Linked DNA regions of Gossypium hirsutum: region 1 is linked to region 2. The links are chromatin contacts, called in public Hi-C maps. All regions are on one chromosome and are shown on one strand. The core of a region is the stretch at or near the end of the contact, and the rest is flanking DNA. Distances in the headings are between cores, read along the strand shown. Region 1 holds the start of LOC107939376 (protein PLANT CADMIUM RESISTANCE 2). Region 2 has its middle 32 kb from the start of LOC107902306.

Region 1 (3,511 bases), core at 312-2,811, 360 kb before region 2:
AAAAATATTAATAATTAAATTGTAAATTATTTAATTAAATGATAAAAAAATTGCTCATATGATATGATAAAATTTAGAGTATCTTTCATACTATTGTAAGGTTTTTTAGAGTCTTGGTATAAATATTTATTTGATCAATATTTGTTAAAATCATCTTCCATTCAACTTGATTTAAGATAATGCGGGAGTGTCTGGGTAAAGAAGAAGAAATATAGTTACCAAAAGCTAGAGATTTATATTGTGGAAACCTAAGACAAAATAAACATTTTATAATAACCAGTAAATTGCAAAATATTGATCGCCATCAAACTCAACAGTTATTATTGTTTTAAAAAAGGGCAGAGGTGAAATTACACTTGGTTTTTTCTTTTTGGTCCAAATCCTTTTGTCTCAACTCAACAATCAACATGCACGTAGATATGGCCATTTAGAAAAGAGAATCATCGTTGTTTATCGTTTCATCCCATCTTCCACCACCGGAGGCATTGACATTTGCATAGCACGATTTCGCATATTCTCCATGTTCGCATGCCATCCTGTATAAAATCAGGTAATGAAGAGAGAAATGTAGATATATAAAATGATAATATTTAATGGAGTGAAAAGAAGGCTTAAAAATGTAAATTAATAACGTACCAATGTACATATCGAAGCCACGGCTTTTGAGCTCGCGGTATTCTTGACACAAGGCGCAGACCTCGCAGCAAAGATGAAGGCACCAATCTGGGTACGGTGTCTCTGCCAACATGTATTGATTCCTCATTCTTGAGCGATAGAAGCATGAGTACATACAAGCTAGCCCCGACATCCAAAATATTATTGAGTACAGAACTCCACTTGCTAGGCATGCTGCAACTCACGCATTCAAATAACTAACTAAAACACCAAGCCAATTAACTTTAAACCAAAAAGAAGAAAAAAAGAAGAAGCTTACAGACTGATCCATTATCGACAATCTCAGCAATCTGTCCGAAGGTGATGCAAGGACAAAAACATGTGATGATACCTAAAAAAAACATTTCAATATGATAACAAATTCCCATTTTCGGGTTCCAAAAAAATTTAAAAAAATAATAGAAGGAAAAGGAAAAAGGAAAAGCTTACAGTTTGGAATATCGTAGCAGCAATCACAGAGTCCTGTAGACCACAGGACTTTCCCAGCAGGGTGCATGTAATAGTTTTGATTACGCATTTGCTGGTTTGGGTCAGCAACAGGAGCGAAAGGTGGTGGAGCCGGTTGCCCATACTGATAAGGTGCTGGTGGCCATTGTGGATGTTCTGTTGGGAACATGGCGATGGTGGGTGGGTGTTCTATTAAAGAGTTACCCTATTAATTCAATACAGAAAAAGAAGACGAATGGATGGATGTTGAAAGGCTTTTGAAATCTATTGGGGGGGGGGGGGAAAGAAACCTATTCAACGAGAACAGATTTCCTCTGCTCCCCTTTGGTGTCCGTCTTTCTGATTCTTCTTTCTTCTTTTTTTACCGACAGATTTCGTTTCCTCTTTTTTTTGGGGCTCCAATTCTAAATATTATTTCGACACGTGTTCAAAGTTATTTGTTGTTTATAAACACTTCATTTATTTATTTATTTATTTTAACATATATGATAAAAAACAACCATTGAATGGACACCAAAAGAGGCACGAAATGAGGAAGAGAAATGGGTTTATACTGAAACTTTGCAAGACAAGTCTGCTGAATGTCTTTAATTAATCTACACCCATTTCTAACCAAATATGCCAAACCTTTTTCTATGTAATTTGCAGGTAAATCACCAAACGTTTTACCACCTTGAGATATTCTAAAATCACCTGTTTTGTTTACCAAACCATGACAACCTAATTACAACCAAATTAAATGGTTTCTTTTTGCTTAATATTAATATATATTTAATTAATGAAGGAAATAATAAAATATTTACAGCTAGATTTTTTAAATTTCTTTTTCTTTCAATTCCCAATACTTTTTTTTTATTTAGATTAAATATAAATTAATTCCCCTTTATCTATTTTATCAAATTTATTGTACCAAGGGACTATCCCAGCAGGCTGTATGTAATTTTGAGTAGGTTTTATTTGAGGTAATGGCAAACCAGTTGCCCAAAGTAATGAAATGCTTATATATAGATATTTTAATTTCAAAAAAAAAAACATGTGATATTTCATCGCAGCTAATGTAATATATCAAATGTACAAGACTTTAATATATAATGACGACACTCAACCACACTCACATCAAATGAAAGACTTAATCGAAAACCGTCCTAAATATAGGTGCGAATATCTTTTTCATGCCACTTCTCCATCATTGGAGCCACAGTGGCATCACATGAATAATAACAACAATAATAAAATAAATATCATAGAGAACCATCCAAAATATAGATGAAATTATCTTTTCATGTCACTTTCCATCACCGGAGCCGATGGCATTTGGAGGCCTTGATTTTGCTGCCTCGCCATATTTCCATGCCATCCTACATATTTCAAACCAAAAGACAAATAAGACCATATGGAAATGCATGGAATTAAGTGAAAATTTAAAATAAAGTATTTCTTTTCTTCAAAATAAAAATAAAAATAGTACCAAGGGACATGTCGAAGCCACGGTTTTTGAGCTCGCGATATTCTTGACACAAGGCGCAGGCCTCGCAGCAAAAATGAAGGCAGCAATCGTTGCAAGGCCTATCTTCCAACATGTATTCACTCCTCATCCTGGAACGATAGAAGCAGGAGTATATGCAAGGACACCCCGTCAATATTCCAATTAATGCGTACAGTGCTCCACTTACTCCGCATGCTGCACCATTTTTTACATATTAACCCACCGCCCTTTCTTCCTTATAACTTGCATCTTATTCAATCCAAAAAAAAAAAAAAACTTACAGGTTGATCCATGGTCGACGATTTCAGCAATTTGTCCAAAAGTGATGCAAGGACACCAACATGTGAGGCAACCTGTAAAAATTCAATTAAATAAAGTAAGTACAAAAAAAAGAAAAAAAGAAAACAATGATGAGAGTAACTTAAAATCTCAAAAAGAAAGACTATTTTGGGTTTAGACAGGAACAAAAAAGGATGAGAGGTTTAATAGAAAGGAAAAGCTTACAGCTAGGAAGATCAGAGCAGCAATCGCAGAGTCCGGTGGACCAAGGGACGTTCCTAGGCGGTTGCGTGTAATTTTGCTGAGGATATTGAGGGTTAATGGGAACACCAGTTACTGGAGCTTCTTGCACAAAGTGATGAGGATTTGCGGAGGTTGATTGGTTCGTGGGGTTTTTGGTCATGACTGCAGATGTTGTGTTCTTCAGACTTAACTTCCTGAAGGAAAAATAAAGTTGAAGGCTTCCAGGGAAAACAAAGATGACAGGTTTATGTTTATATATGGAAAGTTGAAACAAGAAGAAATAACACAAACAACACGCTTTCACCACATAAATCGGCCTCAAATAAATCTAGGAATTGTCAGAATATCGTTTGGCGCGTTGAGACAGTCAACAATGGGCCT
Region 2 (3,398 bases), core at 240-2,739:
ACTTTCGACACAATCATAATATATCACATAAAAAAAACACCATTGATTACCATTAACTATCAAAGGGGCTACTTAAATGTATTTTCTCAAGAGAAGAACTGATTTTTTTAGAAAAAAAGTTTTGAGACTGAATTTATTATGGTGAAGAATGGAATTTTATTGTGGATGTGAATTGTGCAACATGGAAGAATTACCTGGAAAATGATGATGATGAGACGGTCAATGGTGGAGTGAAAAATGGAAAAGCTTAGAAAAAAAAAAAAAGAAAATTTCAGCCATGCACATGTATCAATAATAAGTGTTATGATGAATGGATACTGTGGTCAATTTCGATGCCTTTTTATAATTGCTAGGAATGTAGTTTCTTTCTTTATAAATCAATTTTTGGTTTTTCTACACTCCAAATTTTGTCAAGAGAAGCCTTTTTTTTTTCTTTGTAGGAAAATGACAAGTATCGAAACAATTGGAAAAATAGGCTACTATTCATGGTTTTGCTGGAGATATTTCCAATGGTGGTGGAAATGATCATGCTGGCAGAGTGTCAATAAAGGTAATGAATGTGATGGGGCATGTCATTCAGAGCAAAGGACCGAGGCTTGCTGAGGCAGATGAACAAGTTAATTGACCCACAAAAACAAATTAACTTCTCATGGAGGATCTAAGTGTTTTATCTAAGGCCGAATGATGGTTGTACCCGTCATAGAAACAAATCCATTGTAACTCATGTTTTGATCTATATATATCCCCTTACTGCCATTGAAGGGGAAATGAAGATGTTGATTGGTTAAATTTCTTTGTTGTTTTTTTGCAATCAATAATACTTGTGCCGGCAAAGAAAAAGGATGCAATCTTTAAAGTGTGGAAATGCAAGTGTTTTTGTTAATTGGGAACACTTGGAATCCTTTGATTTCACAATAATAGGGCAGGGTGACCATTTTCGCACACCACTCGGAATTGTCATCATCCTTTTACATTGTTGTTTTGGAGTGTAGAAATCAAGGGTGCGCTGAAAAGAATGCCAGGAGTCCCACAAGCGGTGCATTGATGTACGTTGTGGGCTCCGACTCTTGAAAATAAGGCCTTGAATCTGGAAAAGCATCCGACACGTTAGGCCCACCAACCACTGCTCCCAGCAATAAATTGGGGTTTGGGTTCGGACTTACGTAATAGCGAGACCCCGCTTTACAGCCGATGCGAGCCGGGTGGGCCGCCACCGATGGCAGTGAGCTTCCCCTGTGATGAATCCTCTGAGGAAAGCGTGAACCGTACCCAACCATGTAGGACATCCCTAGTGGATTATCTCCCAGAATGTAGTTCACCTATATTTTCCACAATGAACTACAATTATTAATTCTGCGGTCCATCTTTTTTTTTTCTATTTAGATAAGAAAATGACCCCAAAATCACGTGGGGGTGTGGTCTTTTAATGATCATGCAATATCAAACATTCCTAGATCAGACATAGTTACATATTCACCATAAAGACAAAATCTAGCCGTTCATTTTGTCTGATTTAGGATATGGTCCCCTGATTTTTAATGGTGATGTCTATAGCTAAATAACTTCACTTTATCGAGATATAACAACAAACAAACAAAGGGTGGTGAAAAAGGATAAAATTGTTACCTGGCGTTTAGCCAACTGTTTGAGAAGGGCAGGGGAGGCTGATCTTTCACCACATGGCACCGCCTTGTTAGCGTGGCTTAGATAATTAGAATAGGCCAGAAGTAGGAAAGACAGTGACGTTACATGCTGCATGTTACTCCCTCCTGCTTTGAAGATCAGCCCACCTTTTTTTTTTTCCATCAAGAGAAGAAAAGGGTTAGTTTCTTAATTACCAGAAAACCACATGGATTCTGCAAAAAAAGCACTTAATTACAAATACAGTTCATCCAGCCTTGTACCACATGTGACAAACCTAATCATTTGCTTTCCTTATTCTTATTTATAATAGGGTTACTTTTGTCCTTTTTCTCCAGAGATCCTGTGTTTTACGAAAGGAAGGTGAAAGTAAGCATTTTTACCAGGAGAGTATTGAACTTGAGGATGAGAAATCCCAGGCAATACAGAGCAAATAAAACCATCAGCATTTGCTTGAATGACTGGAAATAGTCAGCTCTTCCCATCAGCACTTCCTGCACACAGACAATACTAATTAACAACTATGTATCAGCTTCAATGTATGATATACTGAATCCCCTGATATATTACTGCAAAACCCGTAAATCCTAAAGTTATGCACAAAATATTAAATGCATGAATAGAAAGAAATCATGTACATGTTATCGGAATACTTTTTAAGAGTGAGAGGTCGTTAACGAAGGAGTCGTCATCAACTTTCAAGAAAAAGTTAAATGTGAAAGATAATGGGGTTAGCATGGTAGGGAACCGTTGCCCCAGACTTTAGGCACATGCATGTAGCAGTAGCTCGCAGAATGGGGACCCACGAGAAAACAGATCTCTAAACTAAGATGCTTAGACTTTGATGCCACCTCCAGTTGAGCACAAAATTCGGTTTATGATTGAGGAAACAAGACACCAACCTTGAATCCAGTCCATCAAAGCACAGTTTTAGCCTCTTTTGGCTCCAAATACTTGGTTCTTTAATTATTTTAATATTTAAAGAGAATGTCCAGATTGGGTTGTCAATGCACAAATTATGCTTCACATGGAAAGCCAAATTCTATGCTTAGATACATTTTATCATATACCCTTTTTTCCATGTCACATAATTATTGAGTCATTCCCCCATCTTATCTATTTTATATGTTAGAAATTGGTAGTAGCATTTATTTTATACAAAAAAGAGAATATCGCAATCTAACTTCTCCTTGGTTTAAAACCTGACCAAATGAAATCTAACTTTATTTTTTTTTCTAGTGACCTGGATTGATAATAAGTCCAAAACTTCACAGCTTGCAAACTGTTTTCAGTTGCTCTAAAAGAAATCTTAAAAAAGAAGAAGGGGGGTTTGAAAATGGGGAAGAAAACTCCTCCACAAGATGTGAGGTCTGTTGCGGAAGCGACGATAATATTAATAACAATATTATCAGAAATATTTAGATAATTATTATGCCAACAATTATACTAAGAAAATTCCCAGTTAAATTGGAGGGGTCACAATGGTCCCGCTTAAAACCCAACAACTAGACAGAACTCACTTAGATATTTATAGCAATAATAACTAAATAAATATAACCAACATAAAGCTATTAAATAAAAGCAAACAAATAAGAAATAAAATACCAGAGTTTTAACGAGGTTCGGCCAATTTAGCTTACGTCCTCGGACACTACCAAATTAATATTTCCTCTAGAAATATTACAAAGGAGAAGATTTTGGGATGATACAACCAAAGGGGGAGGGGTTCTATATATAACAAACCAAACCCCCTCCCT

Evidence for each region. A called contact is a pair of places that touch in the nucleus more often than the background predicts.
Region 1: a contact with region 2 is called in a Hi-C map of leaf, with 2.3 times the contacts expected there. The contact joins the promoter of LOC107939376 here to the enhancer-like site in region 2. A contact is called at or near these places in 3 of 34 Hi-C or Micro-C datasets (all in leaf).

The regions. Positions count from the first base shown.
Region 1 is chrA01:83,316,367-83,319,877 of Gossypium_hirsutum_v2.1, reverse strand. It overlaps LOC107939376 (protein PLANT CADMIUM RESISTANCE 2), which reads right to left and starts at 1,561. Exons shown (of 4, transcript XM_016872706.2): 1 at 1,105-1,561; 2 at 935-1,006; 3 at 637-849; 4 at 233-536. The coding sequence starts at 1,291. The coding sequence ends at 451. LOC107939372 (protein PLANT CADMIUM RESISTANCE 2) reads right to left here and starts at 3,482. Exons shown (of 4, transcript XM_016872701.2): 1 at 3,113-3,482; 2 at 2,890-2,961; 3 at 2,591-2,803; 4 at 2,181-2,480. The coding sequence starts at 3,290. The coding sequence ends at 2,395.
Region 2 is chrA01:82,958,517-82,961,914 of Gossypium_hirsutum_v2.1, reverse strand. It overlaps the pseudogene LOC107903727. Among protein-coding and RNA genes, the nearest start is that of LOC107902306, 32 kb to the right of the region's middle. Within about 2 kb of position 1,489, at least 4 of the 9 cell types and tissues checked have an H3K27ac peak or open chromatin away from gene starts, as enhancers often do. A contact at or near this core is called in leaf, where this site is marked.